Regions from separate parts of the Mus musculus genome. Here region 2 is linked to region 1. The links are chromatin contacts, called in public Hi-C maps. All regions are on one chromosome and are shown on one strand. Each heading gives the region's core, a stretch centred on a gene start, on an enhancer-like site or on the middle of the called end of the contact. The rest is flanking DNA. Distances are from core to core; before and after follow the strand shown. Region 1 has its middle 120 kb from the start of Gm39451. Region 2 overlaps Zcwpw2 (zinc finger, CW type with PWWP domain 2).

What was found. A called contact is a pair of places that touch in the nucleus more often than the background predicts.
Region 2: a contact with region 1 is called in a Hi-C map of the N1E-115 cell line, with 3 times the contacts expected there. The contact joins two enhancer-like sites. A contact is called at or near these places in 2 of 484 Hi-C or Micro-C datasets (the N1E-115 cell line and cerebral cortex).

The regions. Positions count from the first base shown.
Region 1 is chr9:117,432,757-117,438,956 of GRCm38.p6, reverse strand. It overlaps a transcript of Rbms3 not described here. Among named protein-coding and RNA genes, the nearest start is that of Gm39451, 120 kb to the right of the region's middle. Within about 2 kb of position 2,531, at least 4 of the 459 cell types and tissues checked have an H3K27ac peak or open chromatin away from gene starts, as enhancers often do. A contact at or near this core is called in the N1E-115 cell line, where this site is marked.
Region 2 is chr9:117,952,469-117,959,209 of GRCm38.p6, reverse strand. All of the region lies in intron 5 of Zcwpw2 (zinc finger, CW type with PWWP domain 2), which reads left to right. Among named protein-coding and RNA genes, the nearest start is that of Azi2, 85 kb to the left of the region's middle. Within about 2 kb of position 2,824, at least 35 of the 459 cell types and tissues checked have an H3K27ac peak or open chromatin away from gene starts, as enhancers often do. A contact at or near this core is called in the N1E-115 cell line, where this site is marked.

The DNA of each region.
Region 1 (6,200 bases), core at 1,282-3,781:
TAATTTAGGTGAAAATCAGTTGTTGAGCCAGGTAAATCTTTAAACATCTTTACAACCCAGCTAATGCATCTTGAATTATTCTTTATTAATTCAGGATGGGTATGAAAGGAAATGAATTATCCTATTTTTCCTCTGGGTGAAAATTCGTCTGGTCCTTTGTACATGTCCCCATAACGTATTTCATGATGCCACAGGGGTATTTAATATTCTAGATTACTCTATAACATTGTTTCTGGGAGTTTAAAACAGTGGTACAGCGAGTCTTATTTCAAATCTTGTTAACTTTTAGCTGACTGGATAATTGTGTGTGCGTGATATATTTTTCTGTTTCAGAGTCTATTGTGTAGGTTAATTCTTTAAGTGAGATTATTTAATAGACATAAACTAAATCTGATCAATACACCAGCAAGCTGTTTGTGCAGACAGCAAATGCTATCAGTGCTGAGACAATTTTGCATCTATTTACAACCAGGAGAAAGCCCTCCTGCTGGTAAGCAGTGTCAGACTCCATCTCTGGGTAGGGCATGTGCTCAGCCTCCTTCCCTTCCTGCTGTGTAGTGAGTAGTTTGATTATGTCAGTGAATCAGAATCTCACTTCCTGGCTCTCTTTTCTGGACCCTGGACCCCACACTATTACCTGGAGAAATTCAGAAACTGGCATGTTGCAGGTTCTTGGACTCAACTTCCAACTGAATGATCTTCATCGTTGTTTTTGTTAGTGGCATAAAGTAGACCACGTAAGTTTACAGTCACCCTTTTCCCCTCACTCTACCCCTGCCTTGTGGCTCTTTCCCAGGATGTGAAGTCTCTCTACCCCCTTTACACTCTGGGCTGGCTCTGAAGTTTCCTTGGCTTAGAAAGGTTGGTGGAGCATTAGATCTGGGTCTCAGGTGCAATGCTCACTGTGTTTCCTCTTCTGGAGATTGCCACTGTTATAAGATATAACAAATTAAGCTAGTCCTTGCAGGAAGTGATGTTCCATGGAAAAGAGCCCGGTGGTCTCAGCTGGCACTTCCCCCAAACATGCAGAACCCACAGAGATGCAGTAACTGCACCTCCAAGTTAGGGCCCATCTCTGGGCCCTCGGACTTCACAAGAAGCAGTGCATGTTAGTCTTCGAATGTTTGGTAGTGCTACAACTGGATGGGCAGCATAGGCAAACTTAACCTCTTCATATCCACCAAAGCCAAGGGAGTAATGATATTTATTTTCCCAGAGATTCCTCAGCTGAAATATAAATCTCAAAAAGATGGGCTCTCAAAAGACATATATTCTTGCTCTGGGGGATATGGGTAAATACTGGGTAAAATATTTTCCATAAGAGTGGGAAGGTCTGAGTTCTAACCCACATAGCCGGATACAAGAGGGAAGCACCTATCTATAACTCCAGTACTACAGTGTGATGAGAGGCAGAGATAGAGTCCCTGGATGCTCTCAGAGCAGCTAGCCCAGTGTATACCACAGGGAACCATGAAAGATCCTATCTTAGAATGTGAGGACAAACACCCGAGACTGTTCTTTGACCTCCACATGCATGACATAGCAAAAGCACATGCTCATTTGCACACAAGAATGCACACACACACACATACACATGCATGTATACATGCATGCACATATAAACACATGTGCACACACATATGTCCATGTGCATACAAACAGGCTGCGTCATATCTCTGATTAAGTTGATGCAGTCTGCCTTAAAAATTGTTAAATATGGTGGGTGGACAGTGCTGGGCTGGCACCACTCAAAGCTCGTCATGTTTATAGGTTGAAGTGGAGCATGTAAAAGCCTCACAAACTCTTTCCAGATTTCTAAGGTCATGTGTGCCCATCTTGGCACTGAGCTTGACCACTTGGGTCTAATATTTCTGTCGACCTTAAAATTATTCAAGTTCTTTTAAAACTCCAGCCACAGTATCTGAGTCTGTGACCTCCAGTGACATTGAATGTCATGACCTGATTATACCTATTACAGAAGAAAATTCTCCTTTTTGTATATTTTGTTTACTGGCCATTACTTCCTTGGTCCCCAGTTCTTGCTTCACAAAATGACCTAAACAGAAGCCAGACCTGTCTTACACAACCCCTCAGTTCCTGCTCATATGAAAACAGTGCTTGATTGTATCTTTAATTGGCAATAATTTCAAATATTTTATCACCATATTCAAGTTAATTGTATGAACATACCCTGTGCTCTACTTCTATGATCTTTATCTTATCAGAAATTGATATTTAAGCTGAAGAAAGAGACCAGTGGGAGGGAGTAGGAATCCTGGTCTACATATTGCTCTTCCTAATTGAAAAGATTATTTGCTGACATCCAAGAGTGCTTCTGTCCTGGTTCCAGGGCACGAGAGCGGGAGCAAATGTAATTCTTTAGCACAGCATCAGGTTTTTCTTCCTTTCACGTTCTGCCAAGCACCCTGTTTGCTTTCTGAAAATTGGTTTTTCACGGTGAAGAACACCATCAAAGCAAACCCAGAAATGCTCTGAACTATTTCCTCCATACAACATTTGGTCAGTGTAGAGCCCAGCTGTTGACAAACTTGAGTTACAAGGGGGAAGCTCTTCTCCTATGATGTTTATTCTCCTGCACTCGCTGTTCTTTGACAAAAGACAGTGACAGGGAGATGCCGTGACTACCAGTCAGATGAAACATAAGAAAGCCTAAGCCACTGCACCTGCAAGCCAACTACATGATTTTCACACACACACACACACACACACACACACACACACACACACACACACACACACACAATTTCTCCCTTTTGAACTTCATTTTTGCTGGCCACCAATCTGCCTCCTTGCTGCCTGCATTGGAATCCATCTGGAGTTCCTTTGTGTCTGCTGTGTGGGTTTTCCCCTCCCACCAAATCAAGCCAAGTTAGCATCATCAGAAACCTTCCCAGTCGCCAGCTGCCACCTTCCTGCAGATTTTGAGATGTGCACTGAATTCCTGAGACCCGTGAAATGACTCATGCCTACCTCAGAGACTTTATGCTGTTCTCTGAGGTGTTAGCTCTATATTGTTGATTTGATTCCAGGCATTTAGTTTGTGAGTATGTGTGCAATCCTTTATTGTGAGGCATACTACCGCTGACCTAGAGTAAGATCTAAATGTCAAACTTGGAGAACGTTCATGAGATGCTGTGTCTGAGTGGTGAAGGACTGGGACTTGAAGGCCAGTCCACTGGTGTCACTTACAATTCAGCCATTTACTGAGTTCACATTCTTGGGCAGTTACCTTCATTCTCTAAGGCTCCATCTATGACTGTCTATATGTGCTTAGCCCAGGGAGTGACACTATTAGAAGGTGTGGCCCTGTTGGAGTAGGTGTGTCACTTTGGGCTTGGGCTTTAAGACCCTCATCCTAGCTCCCTGGAAGCCAGTCTTCCACTAGCAGTCTTCAGATGAAGATATAGAACTCTCAACTCCTCCTGTACCATGCTTGCCTGTATGCTGCCATGTTCCTGCCTTGATGAGAATGGACTGAATATCTGAACCTGTAAGCCTGCTCCAATGAAATGTTGTCCTTATAAGACTTGCCTTGGTCACGGTATCTGTTCACATCAGGAAAACCCTGACTAAGACACCATGTCTCCTTTAAAAATAGTTCTCTAGGCGGAATGTCTGCTAGAGGTATTTCTTGAGAGGATTCACGGAGGGTCATCCTAACGGTGTGCTTTGTAGATTCAGAATGCTCAGGGAGCACCATCTTCCCTTCCTCATCTGGTGAATCTGGTGAGCGAATGTAAAGGTTGGGTCCCCAGTCAGTGAGAAGATGATTGTATTTACTGTGAGGGAGTTCAGGCACTCAAGGCAACTGCTCACCCTGCTTCGACAGTCAGCAGCATGATGGTACATTGTTTGCTTTCCCCTTTTTATGCAGTTAGGGACCCCAGCCCATGGGATAGTACAACCTACATTCTATAATGTTCATTTAAGCTGATGTTCATATAACTATTGTGGACTGAAGTTGGCTGCCCTGTAATCATTGTCCTTTCCAAACATGGCATCGAGTCAGTTTTAATTTAAGTGGTAAATGTGTCCTGACATCCTCAGGCCTGAAATTGGTTCCCGATTCACATCTGCAGAAAGGGTAGGATAGCTTTATCATGAACATTGCTTCTTCGTGGACATCCATCGGTTACTATGGGCTCTCCAGGGCTAAGTGTCTGCACTCTGTATAAAAGGTTTCATTCAGATAACCAAGCTAATATGGATACCCGGATGTTTCAAGGATGGCCTTGATTGGATTCGAGTTCTCTGGGGCTCTCATTTTCTCCCTTAAGCCAGCCTCAGACCCAATGCCTGTCACTTTTAGTTAGTTGTTGAGTTTTCTTCTGGGCCTTCCATTACTAACTTTTCTCACTGATCCGACAAAGCATCTGGCGACTGGAGCTTAAGGAAGGCAGGGCTTATTTTGCCTCATGCTGGGAAAGAGCAGTCCATGCTGGAGAAGTCAGGGCAGGAAAGGGTGAGGCACCTGGACCCATTGCTCTCATAGGCAGGGAGCAGAGAGAGGTAAACACAATGTTCATTTGGCTTTCTCCTTCTGTGTAGAAGGGTGCCACCTACATTTTAGGATGGGTCTTCCTACCTCAGTCAACCCCTATCACAGACATGCTCAGAGTTTTGTCTTCTAGGTGGTTCTAAATCCTGTTAGGTTGACAGTTAATATTAGCACCAATGGGCCTAATCTTTCGGTTTCAAGCTATTTGTCCCATTACTTTATTTATCAGCTGATGATTCTAATCTCCTGGTGAACTCCGCTCTTGTCTCTGCACCTTCTCACCTCTTGGCTTCAGGTGCCAACAGCAGAGGGAATTGGCAGGTGAGAGGAAGCACACTGGCCCTTTGCACCAACGTTATATTCTAAACTTTACCATCTCTCAAAAATTTATTCAGTTTTTAATATCACTTTTGCTTATTCATTGAGAATTTCATACATGAATACAATACATTATGGTAATAGCCACCCCCCCCCTTTGCTCTCCTACCTCAACCCCATTCTCCTAAGGCAATCACCCTTCTGACTTCTTGCCTTCTTCAGTTATTTCTAATAACCCACTAAGTTCAATTAGTGTTGCCTAGATATGTGTAGATATAGACCTGACCCCTGGAGCACACCAGGGGCCACGCCTCCATGGAAGATGGCTTCCCCTCTCCCAGCAGCTGCAGTCTGCAAGCAGCTTCTCAGTTAGGGCTGAGCCTCATGAGCTCTTCCGTCATCCATGGTCATTTACATTGTGAATCTTCCTCTGGACTGACACTGAATGGTCGAGTGCCTTCATGACACATAAGCATCCTTAGAATGATTCTCAAAGATATACATGCACATTTCAGCTCATCTCCTAGACAGAGCTAATCCAACCACGTTGACAAGATTAACCATCACAAAGCATTTTTTTTATCCCAAGGTGATGAGAAGCAAAAGCTTTTTTAAATGCATGTTTGTTTATTCTTGTGTGTATGCATCCATTTATATGTATTTGAGGAAGAGAAATAGTAACTATATATTAGGCAGACAAAAAACAGCTATGTATATGGATTTTTCATAATCTGTAATAAATTTAGTTAAGAAGTTATAGAAATAATTAAATGGGTAATATTTTCCACATTATCCATATTTATCATAAGCAATGCCCTGTAAAAAGCCATCTTTCTTATGAGGGTGAAGAAACATTTTCTGTCTCCAAGAAAAATTGAGCCTGGCAGCAGCTTCATCGACTCAAAAAGGGAATCTGCGTCTGGGGTTCGAACACAGCATGGTTCACATTGGCTAAGGCTGGCGCACAAAATGCAAGTGGCTTTTGTGCTTTCTTCTTTCATTGGAACTGACTCCAGAGTGAGTAGAAGTGGCTGGGTCCCCTCTAGATGTTTCCTCCAAACAGTAAGGCTGGAAGCTGCCCATCTCTTCAGGTTGTTTCCACTTGCCAGGCATTTGAAAACATGGTTTTACTCCTCCTAATTGATGCCATATTTCTGGAAAAGTATTTTTTACATCTCCCTTATTCACTAAGAGCTGTTTACGAATAGGATAATTTTTATCATTTTATTTAGTGTGTGTGTGAGTGTGTGTGTGTGTGTCTGTGTGTCGTGTATGCATGTGTGTACATGCTGTAGCACTCATGTGGAGATCAAATGACACCTTGCCTGCAGTAGCCTGTTCTCTCTGTACTCTGTGTCCTAGG
Region 2 (6,741 bases), core at 1,575-4,074, 520 kb before region 1:
TGGACACAGATTGCATCAGTGACATAGGAACACCAACTGTATTAAATAGAGGAGCCTGTGTGCGTTGGCCTGGGCTCCTGGCTGGGCTTGAGGAAGAGACCAGAGATGGTCAAGTGTGTGAAACACGCACAGAAAGGGCTGTTCTGCACGGGTCTAGAGACTGCCCATGAGATGAACATCACTTTGGTGTGTGCGCACACACATGTGTGTATACATGGGTGTGTGGGGAGGGAGGGGTTCGTTTAAGACAAAAGTTTGATTTTTTTGGTCATCGTTCATGTTTTGGTTTTGGTTTTGAGGCAAAGTCTTGCTAGGTAGCCCAGGTTGGCCCCAGGCTCATTGGCCAGGAACCCCTGCTTGTCATTCTTTATAGGGATCTGATGCCACACCCTGCTTTGTTTGTTTGCTTGTTTACTTGTTTGTTTTTGATTTTTAAATTCCATCCTTTTGCTCATGGGCTTTACATGTGAAGGCTGCTACTTCTCCTCAGGAAGGAGTTCATGGCCACAGGAGACACAGCAATCGTCTGTAAGGGTCCAGGGCCCGGCCTGAATGCACACTGGGGGTTTGCAGAGTATGGGAGGCAGCACAGCAGTGTCACTGCAGAATGTGGGCAGAGTTAGTGATTTCACTCTCTTCTCTTATGTTGACTAAGAAGTTGTAAAGACATCAACTCTTACCAAGTGTCATTTACGTTTACCATTGTCCCCTAGGAGGGCAGCATTGTTAGATTTAGGGAAAGGCTACTTATTATAAATATGAGTGAAATATCATAACAAACACACTGTTCCACCAAAATAACTTCTAAAACAACCACCGTGAAAACACGCATAAGCACCTGAACTTGAGCTGATTCTGAAAGTGTGAGATTTCACGTGCGGCTCTGCGGCTTCTGTTCCCACGCCGGTCCTCAGGCTGTATAGATGTGGGTCTGCTTAACTTTAGTGTGTGATGTTTCTACTGATGAGTAAGTTTCTAGTGATAAATCTTATAAAATTTAAACATTATTAGTAAAAAAACAAATGACAAAAGCAAACAAAGAGAAAAACTAATCTGGGCAAGGTGGCACATACCTGTAGTCCCAGCCTCAGGAGTTAGGGCAGGAGGGTCAGGAGTTCAAGGTTATCCTTGGCTACATGGAGAGTTCCAGGCCAGTCAGGGCTATCCTGGATCCTGTCTTTAGAAACTGTTCTAGTCCTTATTACTAATGAAAATTTTCTTTTTCAAAATCACCTTCAAGTTCTAAGAATAACTTCCTTTTTACTTTTGTTTTTCTGTGCATAATACTCATCTAAAGATTTAGTTGAGATTAATTCACTTGAAATTTGAGTTAATAATAAAATTTACCTTGTATATTTATGGGTTTTGCATCTGTGGCTTGAATTAGCTGAAGGTAGAAAAATATTTTTTAATTTGTCTGTTGGGGATACTATTCACCACCCCTTCCTCAGTTTCATCAAAACCAAAATCAATAATGGTTATTAGCATAACGTAAAATAGAAATTTGAGTAATGACTTTATGTTTCATAGATTGCAGATATGTCCCTAGATATTAGATGATCTTTCTCTGCTCAATTGCAGCAACTGCTGCTGTTCAATGTCAGTGAGAATTAATAGAACTGACTTATTACAGAATTCATGTTTGTAATATACTCTGGTGTATAAACATTCGGCTTCTGTATAATCTACTGATGACTTTGAGGGACTATTTATCTTTTTGTTTATATGTTTAATGTCCTCAAATGTTTCAAAAAATTTTCCCATATAAGGTACACATCAGAAATTGCTACTCCAGTGTACACTGGAGAACACACCCACCCAGACCACAGGGAATGATGGCCTGCCTTTTCTCCCATGAATCTGTGTGCAGGGAGTCCTCTCTGGATTTTTTACGGGTTGGTGCACAAAATGATTAAGACTATGTCTTTTATTGTGTAATTGGGGGGAGATTCTGTCTATCCTGTCAGAAAACAGTTCTTATGTATTATTCTGGGGTTTAGGCTTACAAGACTGGATGCTGAGAATTCCCACAGGGTAAGGAGTCACTGAGTATTCTTAATGTTGAGGATAATAGTAGAAAAATGGTGAAACACACAGTAACATTCTGAACATTCATTTCTTTGTAAAAAAAAAATAATGCTGTGATATAGCCATTAAATGTTCTCTCAACATCGGCTCTTAACAATTTATTTTAAATATTTCAGAAGTCTCCCTAGAAACAGGGTCCCCTGCCAACATCCCCCATCTCCCAGCATCTCCCTTGCTGAAATGACCAATGGCTTTAGTAAAAACTGCACAGAAACAGGAAATGTTTGCAGCTGACTTGGATTTTCACAGAACCTCCAGCCAGAGGTCAGATAATCAGATTCCTGGCTCCTTTGTCAGCTGCGCAGCTGTACCACAAACCCAGCTTCTTTCCTCCCCAGTGCCTTGTTGGAATTAACTCTTACTGTTCTTAAGTGTTTTACAGATATGAATGAAATGTGAATGACAAGCCACCCTGAATTTTTGTGTTCAGTTCCTGAGCAGGCCTTTTAGAAAATTTAAATAGCAAGCCTTTAAGGTCTCTGGGTAAAATGCCGACTCATGGAGCCCCTTGAAGCTTGAAGCCAGTCTCATCCTTAGCCACAGTTGGAGGTGCTAATAGGAAACCATTCATGGCTTTTGTTCAAGGTGGCACTGGGAGCCAGCTTCTATTTTTAGAGAAAATTCCCTCTGTGCCTCTGTTCACTGCTTGAAGGCACACTCTAGTCATTCTCTCTGGTAAGACCCTCAACCAAAGAAATCCACAGAGCTTTAGAACAACTGCAGAGAGCAGGAGGCAGCAAGGCATTTGTGAGTCACATTGCCAGGCTCTGGGCTCTGATGCTGTCCAGAGGTCATGGGAATACCAGACTCTGCTGAAAATTGACCTGGCTAGCATATTGATAATTGATGTGTAGTGTATGTATCAGAAACAATAGAATTGCACACTTTAAAAAATAGCATCCAAAATAGAGAAAACGATCATTTCAGTCCTCATCCATCTCAAAGAAATGCAGTCTGCCAATCAAGTTGACACTGTTCATGACACTTGGAGGTGTGACTTTCTACTCATTGCCAATAGCCCTTCAGGTGGAAGTGGGCCTTCCTACCCACGTCCCCTCTCCACGATGACTGAGGTTCTGTCTGGCCTGAGCCCGCAGAATCTGGAGTTCATGTAGATGTACATAATGCTTAATAACTTGTTTATCTCCACTTATTTTGGTTTTTCTTTTAGGTTAAATCTCTATAGCATGTCCTTTTATAGCTCTGTCAGAGGAATTGTTTTTTAAGTTCCCTTTTAGGAAGCAACAATTACTTTTCCTTAATATCTCTTAATGTCAATGGACTCAATTCCCCAATAAAAAGAGATAGACTAACAGACTGGCTACACAAACAGGACCCAACATTTTGCTGCTTACAAGAAACCCATCTCAGGGACAAAGACAGACACTACCTCAGAATAAAAGGCTAGAAAACAATCATTCAAGCAAATGATCTGAAGAAACAAGCTGGAGTAGCCATTCTAATATCTAATAGAACTATCTAACTTCAAACCCAAATTTATCAAAAAAGACAAGGAGGAACACTTCATACTCATCAAAGGTAAAATCTTCCAAAAGGAACTCTCAATTCTGAATATCTATGCTCCAAATGAAAGGGCAGCCACATTCATTAAAGAAATTTTAGTAAAGCTCAAAGCACACATTGCACCTCACACAATAATAGTGGGAGACTTCAAAACCACACTTTCATCAATGGACAGATTGTGGAAACAGAAACTAAACAGGGTCACAGTGAAACTACCAGAAGTTATGAAACAAATGGATTTAACAGATATCTACAGGATATTTTATCCTAAAACAAAAGGATATACCTTCTTTTCAGCACCTCACGATACCTTCTCCAAAACTGACCGTATAATTGGTCACAAAACAGGCTCAACAGATACAAAAATATTGAAATTGTCCCATGCATCCTATCAGATCACCATGGACTAAGGCTGATCTTCAATAACAACATAAATAATAGAAAGCTGACATTCACGTGGAAACTGAACAACACTCTTCTCAATGATACCTTGGTCAAGGAAGGAATAAAGAAAGAAATTAAAGACTTTTTAGAGTTTAATGAAAATGAAGCCACAACATACGCAAACTTATTGGACAAAATGAAAGCATTTCTAATAGGGAAACTCATAGCTCTGAGCGCCTCCAAAAAGAAACTAGAGAGATCACACACTAGCAGCTTGACAACACACCTAAAAGCTCTAGAAAAAAAGGAAGCAAATTCACCCAAGAGGAGTAGATGCCAGAAAATAATAAAACTCAGGGGTGAAATCAACCAAGTGGAAACAAGAACTATTCAAAGAATCAACCAAAGGAGGAGCTGGTTCTTTGAGAAAATCAACAAGATAGATAAACCCTTAGCCAAACTCACTAGAGGGCATAGAGACAGCATCTTAAGTAACAAAATCAGAAATGAAAAGGGAGACATAACAACAGATCCTGAGGAAATCCAAAACACAATCAGATCCTTCTACAAAAGGCTGCACTCAACAAAACTCGAAAACCTGGATGAAATGGACAACTTTCTATTCAGATACCAGGTACTAAAGTTAAATCAGGATCAGGTTAATGATCTAAATAGTCCTATATCCTCTAAAAAAATAGAAGCAGTCATTAATAGTCTTCCAACCAAAAAAAAAAAAAAAAAAAAAAAAAAAAGCCCAGGACCAGATAGATGGGTTTAGTGCAGAGTTCTATGAGACCGTCAAAGAAGATCTAATTCCAGTTCTGCACAAACTATTCCACAAAATAGAAGCAGAAGGTACTCTAACCAATTCATTCTATGAAACTACAATTACTCTTATACCTAAACCACAGAAAGACCCAACAAAGGTAGAGAATTTCAGACCAATTTCCCTTATGAATATCGATGCAAAAATACTCAATAAAATTCTCACTAACCGAATCCATGAACACATCAAAACAATCATCCATCCTGACCAAGTAGGTTTCATTCCAGGGATGCAGGGATGGTTTAGTATATGGAAATCCATCAATGTAATCCACTATATAAACAAACTCAAAGACAAAAACCACATGATCATCTCGTTAGATGCTGAGTAAGCATTTGACAAAATCCAACAACATTCCTGATAAAAGTCCTGGAAAGATCAGGAATTCAAGGCCCATACCTAAACATGATAAAAGCAATCTACAGCAAACCAGTAGCCAACATCAAAGTAAATTGTGAGAAGCTGGAAGAAATCCCAATAAAATCAGGGACTAGACAAGGCTGTCCACTCTCTCTCTACCTATTCAACATTGTAGTTGAAGTCCTAGCCAGAGCAATTAAACAACAAAAGAAGATCAAGGGGATACAAATTAGAAAAGAAGAAGTCAAAATATCACTATTTGCAGATGATATGATAGTATATATAAGTGACCCTAAAAATTCCACCAGAGAACTCCTAAGCCTGATGAACAGCTTCAATGAAGTAGCTGGATATAAAATTAACTCAAATAAGTCAATGGCCTTTCTATACACAAAGGATAAACAGGCTGAGAAAGAAATTAGGGAAACAACACCCTTCTCGATAGTCACAAACAATACAAAATAACTTGGTGTACTCTAATTAAGGAAGTGAAAGATCTGTATGACAAAAACTTCAAGTCTCTGAAGAAAGAAATTAAAGAAGATCTCAGAAGATGGAAAGATCTCCCATGCTCATGGATTGGCAGGATCAACATTGTAAAAATGGCTATCTTGCCAAAAGCAATCTACAGATTCAATGCAATCCCCATCAAAATTCCAACTCAATTCTTCAACGAAGTAGAAAGGGCAATTTGCAAATTCATCCGAAACAACAAAAAACCTAGGATAGCAAAAACTGTTCTCAAGGATAAAAGAACCTCTGGTGGAATCACCATGCCTGATCTAAAGCTGTACTACAGAGCAATTGTGATAAAAACTGCATGGTACTGGTATAACGACAGACAAGTAGACCAATGGAACAGAATTGAAGACTCTGAGATGAACCCACACACCTATGGCCACTTGATCTTTGACAAGGGAGCAAAAACCATCCAGTGGAAAAAAGACAGCATTTTCAACATATAGTGCTGGCACAACTGGCGGTTATCATGTAGAAGAATGCGAACTGATCCATTTCTATCTCCTTGTACTAAGGTCAAATCTAAGTGGATCAAGAAACTCCACATAAAACCAGAGACACTGAAACTTATAGAGGAGAAAGTAGGGAAAAGCCACGAAGATATGGGTACAGGGGAGAAATTCCTGAATAGAACAGCAATGGCTTGTGCTGTAAGATCGAGAACCGATAAATGGGACCTCATAAAGTTGCAAAGCTTCTGCAAGGCAAAAGACACCGTCAATAAGACAAAAAGACCACCAACAGATTGGGAAAGGATCTTTACCTATCCTAAATCAGATAGGGGACTAATATCCAATATATATAAAAAACTCAAGAAGGTGGACCCCAGAAAATCAAATAACCCCATTAAAAATGGGGCTCAGAGCTGAACAAAGAATTTTCACCTGAGGAATACCAAATGGCAGAGAAGCACCTGAAAAAATGTTCAGCATCCTTAATCATCAGGGAAATGCAAATCAAAACAACCCTGAGATTCCACCTCACACCAGTCAGAATGGCTAAGATGAAAAATTCAGGTGACAGCAGATGCTGGCAAGGAT